2 separate regions of the Gasterosteus aculeatus genome follow, and region 1 is linked to region 2. The links are chromatin contacts, called in public Hi-C maps. All regions are on one chromosome and are shown on one strand. The core of a region is the stretch at or near the end of the contact, and the rest is flanking DNA. Distances in the headings are between cores, read along the strand shown.

Evidence for each region. Hi-C and Micro-C count contacts between places; a contact is called where the count stands out from the background.
Region 1: a contact with region 2 is called in a Hi-C map of skeletal muscle, with 6 times the contacts expected there. The contact joins the promoter of emid1 here to the enhancer-like site in region 2. A contact is called at or near these places in 4 of 6 Hi-C or Micro-C datasets (skeletal muscle, tail fin and whole body).

What each region holds. Positions count from the first base shown.
Region 1 is chr13:10,483,411-10,490,176 of fGasAcu3.hap1.1, forward strand. emid1 (EMI domain containing 1) reads right to left here and starts at 2,820. Exons shown (of 16, transcript XR_013451976.1): 1 at 2,117-2,820. dnah10 (dynein axonemal heavy chain 10) reads right to left here. Exons shown (of 78, transcript XM_040195657.2): 72 at 6,529-6,700; 73 at 6,161-6,292; 74 at 5,711-5,922; 75 at 5,458-5,625; 76 at 5,156-5,336; 77 at 4,934-5,079; 78 at 4,243-4,839. The coding sequence ends at 4,693.
Region 2 is chr13:10,444,804-10,452,285 of fGasAcu3.hap1.1, forward strand. emid1 (EMI domain containing 1) reads right to left here. Exons shown (of 16, transcript XR_013451976.1): 9 at 5,676-5,783; 10 at 3,099-3,188; 11 at 2,831-2,883; 12 at 2,657-2,719; 13 at 2,525-2,569; 14 at 2,239-2,283; 15 at 1-259. Among protein-coding and RNA genes, the nearest start is that of ewsr1b, 9.2 kb to the left of the region's middle. Within about 2 kb of position 4,423, at least 1 of the 9 cell types and tissues checked has open chromatin away from gene starts, as enhancers often do.

The sequences.
Region 1 (6,766 bases), core at 1,570-4,069, 37 kb after region 2:
AAATTCAGCATCCAGAGTGAAATGAATGAGCAATCACGGGGCCATTCTCTGCAGCTTCTCAAAATAAAACAGAAAGAAGACAAGAGTAGTTCACACGAATGTTTAAGAATGTGAAGAAGTATCGAATGATGTATTAATAGAGAAAAGGGGTCGGTTTAAAGTTGCCATGTGTTTTCCATAAGCAAAGCACCACAGCGACTCTTCCCAGCGGCCTCACACGAACGAGGGCAACTCTCATTTGTCTTTGTCTGTTTGGAGCTTTCAGAAGTGGACACCTGTGAGGTCCGAGTGTCTCTGTGTGTCACGGCTGCGTGCATCTTTAAGTGTTTCCCGCAAGAAGTGCAAAGGAAATTTCCCTCAACTGAAGACATTCATTATATCGCACCAACAATCAAATCAAATTTGAAAAAATATTAGCTTCATTAAATGATGCATCTTCTGCTCTCTGCCGATTAGCGGTTCAGCCACAAGCGATTGGATGCGCAATTGGTCGCGGCTTCTTAACAATAATGAACAATTTTCAGCACGTACGTTGTTTAAAGTTATTTGAAATCTAAAAGCCATTGAGCCCTGAGCCACACAGGGCTCAACCTACTGGAATGTCTGTCATCTTCATTCCCATGCTTAAGGAAAACGTGGATATGGTTAAGATGTGTGAAGAATGAGAGTGGCCCCGGGTTCAGACTGCCTGTCAGACCATGACAAGTCCTCCGAGGGAGGATAAAGAAGCGAGCCAGGCAAGAAATGAAGAAGCAGCTCAGAGTCGCTAAGAAGGACACGGGTGGAGGAACACTTTATCAGCTCCACGACAGAGCGGATGCCAAATTACCCGAGAGTTGTTAATCCCCTTTGATTTGGGTAATCGCTGTGTGAAGACAAGCCGGGTGAGGGAGGGCGTTCTTAGCGAAGGTTTGCCCCTCGACAGAATCCCGGTCTGCTTTGGAGCAAGTCAAGTTCCCGTCAGTCAGTGTCAAGCCGCTAGCGAGAGGGAGGCCTTCTGCTCAACGCCGGCCCACCGCTTGCTGCTCGCCTTTCCTGACGCTCCACAAGCCGCTGCTTCCACTCAGCCGGTCAGACAGCAGGTGGAGACCCGGACCCTTCTCCCCCCCCCCCCCCCCCCCCCGTCACCTCAAACCCGCCGACCTCCCCGCCTCCGTCCATCCCGACATTCCTCCACTTGTCGCTTACAAACAGCAGCACGCCCACAGTAAACTAATCTCCCATTCCCAGAACAGAGTCCCAGCTGCTTGTGTTTAGCAAACATGTCATCAAAACCTCTGGCCGTGGGGGACAAGGGGGGAGGCGGGAGGAGCAGGGGGGGCGGGGGTTTGAGCGTAGAGGCGAGCCAGTGGGGCGAGGACGGGAGTGCAGGAAGCCACCTGGACACACCGTGAGGGTTCAGCCCCCCCCCGTTCGGCCCACACACCGTGATCTGCACCGGCTCTCGGGCTGACAGCGTACGAGTGTAATATGGGACACGTGCACTCATCTTTGGCCGGCTCTGTCCAGGAGGGGGGGGGCACGGCTGGTTATCGCTCTCATGGGGGTTAAGTAACTCTGTGTCGGACACACAGGGGACAAATCATATCACGGGACCGTCTCTCACCCCCCCCCTTTTCTTTCAATGGACTATGTGCATGGCTATTCCAATCAAGCTTGTGCGTTTTTATTACAGCCACCAATGTCTTCACCTCCCCGTCTAACACACTTGTGGTACTTTGAGGAGCGTCCTGACATCTCCAGCAGCGGAGTTCAGGAGCACAACACACCTCAGAAACAGTGCATGGGGGACGGGGGGCCCACTGGAGCCCCGCAGAGAGAGAGAGAGAGAGAGAGAGGAAGAGGGTGTGTGGATGGGGACAACAAGGAAGAGTGGACTCAGCAGAATAGTGTGAGCACAGGAAAAAGGAAACAAAGTGCCAGGAAGACAATAGGACCTGGTGGATGGATGTCGGTGGGAGTAGCTCTGCAGAGGACATCCGAAACTGAGATTGGGAAGATGTCAAAATAAGACTGAGGCAAAAAAGGGGGTTGTTGTGTAGCTGTAACACATGACACAACCGAGGAGTAACACACAGTACAGAGGTCTGCGTGTTCCAATGAGTAGAGGACGTACCTTTTCTGATAGACGGAGGTGTGAGAGGCTGCAGCCTGGCCGCCGACCGGGTAGTGTGTTTTGTAAAGTCCCGTCTTCCAGGTCCCCTCGGCTGACGTGGTGGCGACCCAGAGGATCAGCGCGGTCCAGAGGAAACTTTTGCCACAAGGCGCGGACACGCTCTCCCGTTGGCGCGGTCCCATTTCCGTGGCATCCAAAGCGCGGTCGGCAAGAAGTACAACTGAGCCCGGATCCCCCCCGTGAGAACGCAGACCCTCCAGCGCGGTGGGACTAAACGTGTCAAGCGGCTGCGGCGCGGCCGGAAAAGACGCGCATCCCCGTCTCTGCAGTAGCGCACGTGCAGCGATGTGGACCGAAGTGGAGAGAATGTCCAAAAAACTCCGTGTCCGTCTGTGCGTTCAGTATTCCTGACTGCGAACTCCCTGACGTGACACTGTAGAAAGCCCCCACCGCGCAAAGCCCGCCTGTCTCTACCTATGACGAGAGAGCGGACACTTGAATATATGCACCGAATCGCGCGCGCGTGGGTGTTAAATTGCGTGTCCTTCCTCTGCGCCGCCTGCCTCCGTCTGCGCGCGTATCCACCGCAGCTTTTCTTTTCTCTTTTTTTTTCTTTCTTACTGCAGCGGGCATGAAACCACTTTTATAGCCTCCCCGGGTCTCTTAAACGCGCAGCCTGCGGGGTCGTTTGCACCCTGTCCCGTTTCTCACGGAGGACAACGCGCGGCCGGGACTCTGCCGGTGACGAGCATTTGTTATTTTAATACAAAATCAATCACAACCAAGACATGGCTCTGTTATTACTCATAAAAGCCCATAAAGCTGCACTGTTACCACCGTGTTTTAACCTGCTGTCTCTCCATCCACCCGTGATGTTCGTGTCCCATAGCTGAGCAGTTGTCTCTTTCTGTCAAAGCTGCAGAATAGTTGAGGTTACTGTAACCTCCGTCGGACTGTGCACGAGGGACATGGGTTTACAGTGCCGGCAACCACAGCGCAGCCTTCAACCGCAGCCAAAGCCTGAGGGCCCCAGATGTCTGTCATGCCCGGGGCAGACTACGCCTCCAGGGCCCCATCATGGGCTGAGCTGGCCGACATGTAGCAAAGAGCACTTATGCAGGTGGCTTGTATACCAGTTCTAGTGAGGTTCTCAGTTACAGGTTTTGTTAACACTTTGACACTCATAGGCGAGGCGTTCACACCGGCACTAATCGCCTCCCGTACGATGGACAGAAAGTGGCTGTCCACTGGGATGAGACCGAGTAAGCCCACCTGCTCTTAACCACAGCAAACAGAAAGTGTTTGGTATTGGGGGGGAAATGAGCAGTGAGAGTTTTTTGTTTCAGGGCACTGGTGGTATTTGACAATGTAGCCAATGTAGCCAACAGGGACTGGATCAATAAGGGTTCATACAAACCCCTCCAGTCATGAGCAGCTGAACACACTTTGGACATCTGCGGTGGGAGACGTTGCTCGTTGTGGGTTTTCCTTCTCATTTACTGTACCAACAGTGCACACTGCAGCTCACTCATAATAATAATCTGTGGGTTCATTAGAAATGATTTCCTTTTTTTTTTAACAGTGAAACACAATTCCTTGGTCATAAACATGTCTGAGTGGCCCACAATTGATGACAGTGGCTCAAGTTAAAGACGACAAGACATCTTTGAAGGAAATGTAAAATATTACATGTACGTTGGTGGTTATTTGTCTTGTGGTGATTTCAGCCGGTAAGTTCAGTCTAAACATCACTGATTTCATCTGCACTTGAGCGCCTCAGGCTACATGTCATGCAGCATTCATCATATAGTACATGATGAATGCTGCACACCAAAAACCTTTTATTTCTGTGTTTCTGTGACCTCACCGCCAGAGCTAAAATATCTTTGCCCGAACTCCACCTGCTTTGCCATGCTGACTTCAGCAGCCTCGATTACGTGGTGCTGCACTAGATTCGTTTATTAAACGTTAGAGTGAAGCACGCTGCCTATCCGGCAGTAAGTGGAAAACTTCAGCAGCTTTTGGTCAACGGCACATTTTCCACTGTATGCGTCAGATTATGTTCTTTTTACAGCCTCAAAAGAAATACTCAGCATCTACTTACCTTAAAGGAATGAACAGAGTTCTTAAACATTAAACACGTTTATTTAACATTAACAGCAAACATTTATTTAATTAGATACAAGTAGTATCCTTTAAGGACAGACAGATCCTGACCCACTAGAGCGTATTGGTACTTTGCTCACTGTTACGCTGAAGACAAATGCCTGGAGCTTCTGCCCCGACTGACGGGTTCATTACTGCTGTGTGCTGCCATCTAGTGAGAAAATAATGAAGGCCCTGAAGTGGAAAACAAGTCCAACGTACTTTTCTTTTGTGCCTATCAATTCATCTTTTTTTAAATATGTATAATCTTTCATCATAACTTATTGGTTTCATCTAATCTACCTGTTAATCGGACGTACCCGCGGGTTTTTCTCGCAAACTCTCTAAAGAAGCAGAAATCCATGTTATTGATCAACGTGTTGGAACAGACTGCGTGAAAGCAAACCAGCTGAGTTGACTGAGCGAGGTCCTCAGTCGGCGTTGAGGCACAAACAGACTCCCTGGAGCACCCAGTGAGAGATGTGCACGGTGGTGGACAGGTCCGCCTCAAAGACCAACCCCACACCCATCGCATTCCTCCGCAGGGACGTGGTGTACACTGGTGTCCGTATGCTATTCTGCGGTACAAAACACGCATGACAGTTAGGGGGAAAAAATGGAATCAGTGAAGTTATTATATGTTTGGAGGTCTGCAGTGCCAGCGGCCCACACCTGTAGCCTCAGGCGGTGCGCCTCTATGGGGATGACTTTGAGAATGGGGAGTTCGACCAGCAGAACCTTTGGTATACTCTTCACCAGGCAGCCCTTCTCCATGTCCCAGTCCGCCCCCTGCAGATACAGGCCGGACACAAAGCAGCCTGCAGTGGAAAACACCATCAGTCTCTATAACTAACCACTGATTACGTTACAAATGGGTAGTTCTTATTTCATTACCCTGTCCAGGCCGGTCGCTGACTTCGTCCTCACTGCGGTACTGGGACACCTGTGTGTACAGTGTGGAAAGATCTAGAGGCCAACCATTTTTTCTGCACGCAGCTTGGACCAGTGCTGTCAGGTAGGACTCTGGGATATGAAGTCCTGATAGCCACATGACCTTAGGCTCTCCCTCATCCACCTAGTGGGTAAAAAATGCACAGACACATCAGACAGGAAGATGCTTTCTCTACTTTTTAATGCCAGTAGACATAAGGGCGACATGTAAGAGGTTAGCCGTGACAATGTGTGTCTGTTCTCACCCAGTTCCTATACTGTTCATAGCGCCTCTTGAAATGGCTCATCCAGTTGCCAAGGGACTTGAGAGTGTCAGGTGCCAATTTCTTCCAAATGGCAGGGATAAGACCATTAAAAAGTGCACGAGCAACCTCATCCAACTCACTGCTCATGCCCACCTCACCAGCCAAGGCCTACGGGACACAAGACAATCAGATATGCAACCCATATCGGTTTCTATTTCCTAATATGTTGTTGTCCTCCGTCCCTCCTTCTCACCCTCTGCATCTCAGCCAGAGAGAGCTGCATGCGGACCACCAGCTTGTTGAAGCGCTCCAGTTCTTGAAGCAGCACCACTGCGGTTGGGGAAATGTCGGTTCCAAACCTTTTGGAGATCACGTCCATGTCAAATAACTTGGGCAGCTTGTTCTGAATGTCGCGGGCCACCTGGCTGATGAAATCATCCCTACCAATGGCTCCACCAGATTCACCTGAGGTATATGAGGGTGTTAAAGGCCATTAAAGAAGAAACACATGGCAGCATGGTGGCCAAGAGAGTAAACACCTCTTAGACCGTATGGAATAGTTTGTACTTTTGAAAAAAGCAAATATTATAGCCTGGAATGCTCTTGAGCACTCACTCAATGTCATAGGCGGGAAAGTAACGTGTCTATTTCTTTCGTTGAAATGAATTGAGAAGCAAGATAGACAAATGCAGCCAAAGCATACCTGTCTGAGGCTGCAGGTCTATCAGGTGAGCCCACATGTCTTCAGCTGCCTGGGTGTAGTATCTTATCTCTGCATTGGAATGAAGACCCAATACCTCTGGTGTGTTTGATAGCGGTAGCTCCTCAATTTCATCTGTATCAGGAGGGTAAAAATGTAGGTTTTAGCAGCGACCAGCAGTTCAATAGTTTGCTCTGTCGGCCGGCCAACAAAATGTCCCACGCAACGGCAGAAACTGTTTCTGCACCTGGTTTTCCGCCATTTGGAATGGAGGCTAAGTGTTTATGAGGTTTTCTGTGTGTGTGAATGCATTCAAACGTGACGGATTCATTCACGCACATGACTGTAGAGCAATTCCAATATTGACTTACCAACGTATACTTTCTTGGACCCAGTTGGGGGGATCTTATAATCTACGTCCTTGTTGCTGAAGAAGTGGAATTGCCGAAAAGTGTAGAAGAGGAAGTCTCCAAGGTACTCATCCATGTAGACATTCAGGATCCTGCGGTCAAAGCTATCTATGGCTCGCCCACCATACATCACCTACAGAAAACGATATGCACACGCTTAATGTATCAGCATCAGCCTGCAACCTTATAGATATGCAAT
Region 2 (7,482 bases), core at 3,173-5,672:
AGCAGCAACAGGGGGGACCGTGTGAGGGGGGTTGGAAACACCGGCCTGAGTCCCGGGGCTGCTCGCGACTGTTCCCACTCCCTGTCCCAGCGGTGAGGTACAGTGACAGTTTACTGCCCCCCACCACCTTTGACCCCTGCCTAAAGCTGACCTAGCCTCAGGCCCCCTACTCACCATGAATACCGATCATAGTCTCAAGGATTAAAACCCGCTCGGCTAAGATCTTCAGCGCCTCTCTGATCTGATGTATGCCGTCCCCCTGTGAAGATAGATACAGCCGTCAAGGTAAGGAGCACAGGCAAAAGGACTGCTCGCCAGGATGCAAGTCATTATGTCTCTCAGTACAATTCAGCAGTTAGAAGGTTAAAACAGTCCACATATCTGCACGGCGCTCTGAGACATATCTGTTCCCCGTATTTCTCTCATTCTCTGGCCATGCCGCTGTATGAGCTCAGCCGCTGCCATGCTGGGCCGGAGAACATCGGCATGCACGTTACAGACCAGCCCCATGTTGGTGACATAACACAGCAGGATCCCATTAAACCAGGATTTAGATTGGATCATGCCATCTGCATTCTTTTTTTTTTTTTTCGTTGAGGAGCACTTAAGCCAGGCAGTTATTTCTACAGCACCACAGCTTTCAACGCCGTGGTCACTAAAATGATCCCATGTTGCTGGACACAATGAAGCCAGCGTAGATTTACACTAATTAAATCTAATTGATTTGTCGTTTAATAAAAGATGAGGCAGTGGCTTCATGAGGCGCATCTTGAGACGGGATGAAATGAGTCGGACGAGAGAAGTAAAGCAGGCAGAGAGCGAGCTAAAAGAATCAAAGCATGCAGAGAGAGACGAAGCGGTTGGTGCGTAGGTGAGTGAAATGCCTTTATTAGTAGGAAACCAACGGCAGACTTTATTGGGAGAAAAAAGGCAAAGTTTCGGGTCCTGAAATAACTGATGACATGTTACTTTAATGCTGGCAGTGTGGCTTAGTTTGTTGGGTGGATGCATCTCTTCTTTAGGTTGAGTCGTTGCCAGGATTTGCCATGAAATGACTGACTAGACATTTATGACGATGCCCACGGGATGATTAGTACTGAGATACTTTCACCTCTCTGGTCATAAACTAATGACATTCTCATCAACCACAGCCACAGTACTTTGTGTGTAGCGTGCACATTAACACCCAACTTAAAGCCTAACAGACACCAGCATGGTGGTAGACTCCCTTTCGTCAGAGGATGAATCTCCAAATAAACTGTAGGATTTTGAGATACTTTGCCTTACTTCTTTTTTAACCGCCCTGTGTTACTTTCCTCATTAGATGCATTTTATAGTTGACTTTGGAAAGAAGGTTTCCGTGGTACTTGGTGGGGAAATCATGCAGGGTTGCATTATGGGATGAAATAGTATAGCTGTATCTTCTCCACTCACATCAGAGCACAAACCCTCTAAACCCAACAGGACCCACCACCGACACACATGGAGGGATTTGGCATATACATTTCACACATTTGCTCTGTGTACATCTTAAAGTACAAATACAGCGGAATTTGGGATTTCTACATTCTACATTGATTCACTCAGTCAAAGCTGGTGCCGTTAAGAGATTGCTATTGTTTTTTGCTTATTTGTATGTATATGCCAAAGTCAGGTGCTGAAAAGGTGACTGTGAAAGGTAGCCATGGGGACAGAAGCTTGCAGAGGAAGTCAGGCAGCTTTAGGGTGGAGACGACAGAGTCGTGACAAGGGACAGCAGTCCAGAGCACACCCCGAGGACCAACAAAAACAAAAACACATTAACACGGTTCCACACACAAAGTCACACACGGCAACGGCTAAAATCACAGGGACTCAAACAGAAACAACAACGTGAAACACACACTTTCTCAGGAGAGAATGAGATGAAAACCACTTTGTGGCCGACCGTAGCAATACAGTGATTGTAAAAAGATAATGATCATGACCTGGGATGGAGGTCATGGTTAGACTTGCGCTTTAGGTCACAGAATAGAATAATTGCATCGCAAAGTGAACACAAGATGACATAAATTAAAGATATCTTACATTTAGATTGCTCTTTAAAATGAGAAAGATGTAAAAGAAAAATAAGGGTTAGACAGACACAGGGGAATTATTGAACGAGGGAATGTTTTGTTAAATCTTTAAACTTAAAGCAAAACTCTCCTCCCCTGTATCACCATGACAGCTGAGAAGTACCACTGACTACTTTCTTACCGGCAAGCCCTTCTCTCCTGGCTGTCCCTTGGGACCTGGTGCTCCCTGAAAGAAATATTCAAAACAGAATAAAAATATGACATCAGAACAATCCGCTGAAAGCGTTGCCGCCGTTTACTTCAACAGAATGAGCTCCTCCTCTCTGCGACTGCGTTGTCGCAGGTCGGTGTGATCTGCAGCGCTGCTGGTTAGCGTAGTTTACAGTACTGTAACCAGCGATGACATGTGTTGATGTTTCCCCCCCACACGCTGGTTTACTCAGGCCAAAATCGTGGAGGAAGCTTACCGACTCGCCCCTGAAGCCCCTCTCTCCTTGGTAACCTAGAGGGCCCTGAAAAAAACAAAGGCGTGCTGTTCAAGGATGTCGAGTAGATGAGGAAAACCTACTGAATTTTCATAGAGTTGCGGGTGTGCTCACTCTCTCCCCGCGATCTCCCTTTGGACCCACAGGGCCCTGCGGTCCAGGAGCTCCAGATTTCCCCTGTATTGAGTCAGGAAGTGGAGAGATGACATCGATTGCATTGGACGAGCGACCGATCTGATGGCGCTAAACTCGGTAAGTGCAGCACAACGCTGTAGTGAGTGAGCTTACATTCTGTCCTGATGGGCCAACAGGTCCTGCCGGGCCTCTGGGACCTGGTGGGCCTAAGAAATAGTTTAAAAAAAGACTCATGTTAGCACCCCAATGATGGAGGGGGAGTTGAGGTTTAGTTGTGTTTTGCGCATTGTGTTGTTGTGTTGTCGAGTAAAAAAAATCAATTGTCTAAAGGAATATTTTGTACTTGGTCACCTGGTTAAAGATAAATACCACAAATACCAAAAAGTGTCGAGTTGTGTGCAGTGCAGGGATAAACACTCACCGAGCGGCCCGGGGGGGCCCTGAGGTCCTGGAACAGGCGACCCTCTGGAGTCATGGAAAGTGTTGCTGAACAAGAGGTCTTTTCCGCGACCTCGGGTTGAAAGAAATTGCTTGAGTTACTTTACAGTTGTACACATTTAACATTTATCAACTATGTTTATTTCATGTAGCCCTTAAGGGAATCGTTGGAACTCAAACCCGGCTGTAGTTACGGGTTTCAATGATTGTCGACGAATACGAAACACACTGCCATGACATGAAAATATTGTTTGCGGCAATTCATGTGATGCTTTACCTCAAACAAGCTCCACCAATGAAATGGATGTAATTTGCTGATGTTAATCTTCAGGATTAGGTCTAAAAACACTAAACAAATTGTAGCACTTAATTTGTACTTATAATGGCTCTTATCTATAGCAAGTTGTTAATCGGCTTACTTGATGAAATTGCAATTTCTTGTTTCTTGTTCTTCTGGGTTTGTATCCTTATGGTTGAAATGCACTTATTGTAAGTCGCTTTGGATAAAAACGTCAGCTAAATGACATGTGATGTAATGTTGATAGTTTTAGTTGATGAGGCGTTTGTATGACGCCTGAGAGAAAGTGCTGTCTGAAGAAGTCTGTGGTGAGATGTTCCCACGGTTGCGTTTGTGATTTAACAGACCTGAACCTCAAAGCTTTTCCTGTGTGTGATGTTTTACTTTGGTTTTATGTTGCTCTATGACTGCTTTTTTTTTTTTAACACAACATAGTTTGAGCTCAGGGCTTTTCTCAACGCTACAAAAAGCTGCAGAGCGAGGCACAATCCTTTTGAAATAATGTTTTTTCACAGCGCAGTGGTGCCGCTGTCGCGCTCGGTCTGAGAAGGCCTCGAGTCCTGCTGTCCGCACCAGAGAAGTCACTGCATTCCTGCAGTAAATTATTCCACAGGGTAATCCAACTGAATGAGGCGGATTGAGAAGCCAGACTCAGGGAAAGGAGGGTGATCTTTATTATAACCTCCAGAGGGCAGTATCCTCCAACAAACACAAAAACTACGACCCTAATGACTTCAACAGGTTGGTAAACTACACTAAAATGCCTCCAAAAGCCCTTTCAGTAGCAGATCTGTGTTTCTCATCCATTAAAAACATTGGAATTTCGAATCCGCTGTGTAACAACGCTGACTGGACGTCTTCACCTCACTGAGATGGTGGTAAACGTTTGAGCAATAGAGGAAGTGTGCGGCCATTGGGCCATTTTAGACGGGTAGGAAACACAAATCCAATCACAGCGTGAGTCAGGAGACTCAGAGAGGAGGAGGAGGATGAGGAGGAGGAGGAGGAGGAGGAGAGCTGACATCCTGAAACATCTTCCAGCTGCCAGAACGTCGCACATCGCTGCCAGATCTCAACCAGAGTTGACATCCAAAAACCCGGCCGCTCTCTCTGTCTCTTTCTACTCTCTACTTAACGTGACATAACAACGTGTGGAGGATGTTCAAACATCAGCGCTGCGCCTCAATACTACGTTCTGGCTGCTGGACAGGAGCCCTCTCCTGTTCGGCTGAAGGGAATTCCAACCTCCTGATGCACACGCAAAAGCCAAATAAGCCGGTGTTTTCCAAAGGAAGCTCAAAACGTCTCCTACTGTTACTTTGATGCGAAAGAAATGGCTCGCAGTCTCGGAAGCGATCGTGGCCACCGCGACGAGCCCACAGCTTTCTCCACGCAGAGAGCCAGAGCTTTAAAAATATACGCGCGCCGAATTCTTTGCTTTACCACTGAAGCCACATTTTAAAAAGCAGAGGCGTTGAGAAGGCCTCCATCTGTTTCTCACACGTCCCTTCAGCTGTGTGAGCTGCCCACATCTGGAAGTTGTTGAGTGACATCAGTGATGGACAGGGTCTCATCAAAGCATGTGACGTCCGAGTGGATCTCGGACCGTCTCTGCCTTCGTTTGAAACACTTTGACGCTCCTCTGGCTGGCTGGTAGACAATGAGGAGCGAGTAGCTGTTAGAGGATTACCGCCATCCTGTCTGTTTCTCATTCACTGTGTTTCCTTTGTTTATCAGTAGTCATAAAACTTCTGAAAGCCATTATGCAGCCGGAGAGAACATGTCTGTGAGCCTGCTAGGGATGCATGAATATCAAGGGTTTGGGGTCTGTAAAACATCGGCGGGCAGCCGCAGAACAAAGGCGTGGATTTGATCAGTGTACACGCACTCATTCATGGTAAACTGATTTCAAAATGAAATATACAGCAAGAAAATTGCATTGCTTTTACTTATTGAAGTCTGTTTACAGGTGTTTGGGAGTACCGCTGTATAAAGTAGCATGAAGCCTCTAGTGATGTTACTTTAGACCGTATCAGCAGTATGAAAATAAAAGGCGTGTGGTGGAGGTAGAAAGCAGACCTCTGTAGCTGCCTCCTCATCTCTGCTTGAGACTTTCAGCTTGTGTTTAGCTGCTATTAGCAGCACAATGTTAGTGGGAGAGTTGACTTAACTTAAATACATTTTTAACACTTTATTTTCAGGTATTTTTTGAACTGTTGTCGTGGACGCTGTACGACGTCCGTTACTTGTCCGAGGTCTTACTCTGGTCCGGATCTGGGATGTGGGCACTGGCCTCAGCTGGAGGCCCCGGAGGGCCAGGCGGGCCTGGAAGACCCCTTTCCCCTGGGAGTCCTTGTGGACCACGAGGGCCTGAGAAGAGAAATGACAGACACATCACTGTCGTGAGAGGTATGTTAAGATATATGATCAGAAGGGATAATGTGATTATAGGAGGATACGCTATGACCAGTGAGGAAAACGATTAGATAGAGCACTGAATGATACAACACAATAAGGTCTGGCAGGATTGCGTGTGTGTCACTATATATTAAGTATGTATGTGCATATGTGAAGTAAACTAAGCAGCTGGACAGAGAAGAAGTGTATTAACTGGGAGACTTTGTTGTAATTTAAATGAGAAGGATGATCTTTAACGGTCCGGGGCTGGGAACTGATTTAGGGATCATTTGCGGAAACTCAAATAAGCACCGCTGACCTCTACAAAGTGTTACTGGCACTGGTTCATAGAAAATGAAATGCTTCCTGCGTACACATATTAGCTTTTGGACATGTGTGTGTGAGGAGAGTAAAAGCCCGTAGCTGGTCCATATGGGGTGGTTGTAAAAGTGTTCCTCCTCCTCCAGACATTTTTTCAAGGAGGGGAAAAAAAAAAGAACACCCACCAATGTGGGCGTGATGTAATGCTGCACCATAAACATCACCTCCTGCCCTCCGACGGACCCAGACTCATCACCTCTCTGTTTATGTACTGATGCAACGGACAATGACAGCACACTAAGCAAAGTAATGCTTTTACAGCTCTGATTTGACACTTCTGTGGCCGTTTTCACTTAGTCTTGGTAAACACTGCAGCATGACCGGCTGTGTTTGGCGAAACACAAACTGCAATCTGCAGTGTAGTTTTGTTTGTTGTTCCGGCAGCACGATGGTGATCCCTCGAGTAGCAAGGGATGCTACATCAAAAATGTTAGTCAGAATTCTTAAAACAGTTTTCATCTATTTCCCAGGATATATCATGACGTATATTAATATCTAATCACTTCCCCCGACCATACAAGTTCACTTTTCTCCAAGCTTTTCAATGACCTTAAAATCACATTTGTCAACATTTTCCATGACGTTGAACACGTTCCAGTCCTGTGTTTATCTTTCAACTCAAAAATCTGCACAATAAGGAAAATAAGGAGCTTTGGATGCAACTTAAGACAAAGCTCTGGCTCTGGGCACTTATGAAGTAATGGAGATAGAAAAAACAATAACACCACAGGCATATGGAAATCGTAAGGACCTGGGATTTGTGTACATATAGATCATGTTCATTTCAGATTGAAGTCACATGGCGCTTCCTGGAAAGTGTGTTTGTAGTTTAAATGTACATCTTTACAAGTAGCAGGCACGGAGCAGAGAGGCATTCCCTTCATAATCCAGAGCAGAGAAGTGACATATAGAGAGTAGATGTTGTGATGAACCTATACTGCCAATCATCATCATTCATGTCCTAAGCTGCCTGTGGATTTACTTGTTTCTCCACAGGTTTTGTATTATTTGTACATAACCAGTGAGCTTTGAGTACATACAGCAGATATTTGACTCTGGTTGGTGAGGAGCAGCACATGTTTGGTGGAGTTACATAGTTTAAAAACATTGAGGTCCGCTGGAATGCTCCAACTTTTACCACTGGAGCCTCTGTGGGTTTGATTGAGTGGTTGAAGAGAAAGACAAACAATGTGTAGGAGGAAAACACACATTGGTCTTTTGTTGGAGATCTACCTGATTTCTTCTCGGTTGTTTCCTCGACTCTTTGGTCAATGAGCCTTTAAAATGTCTT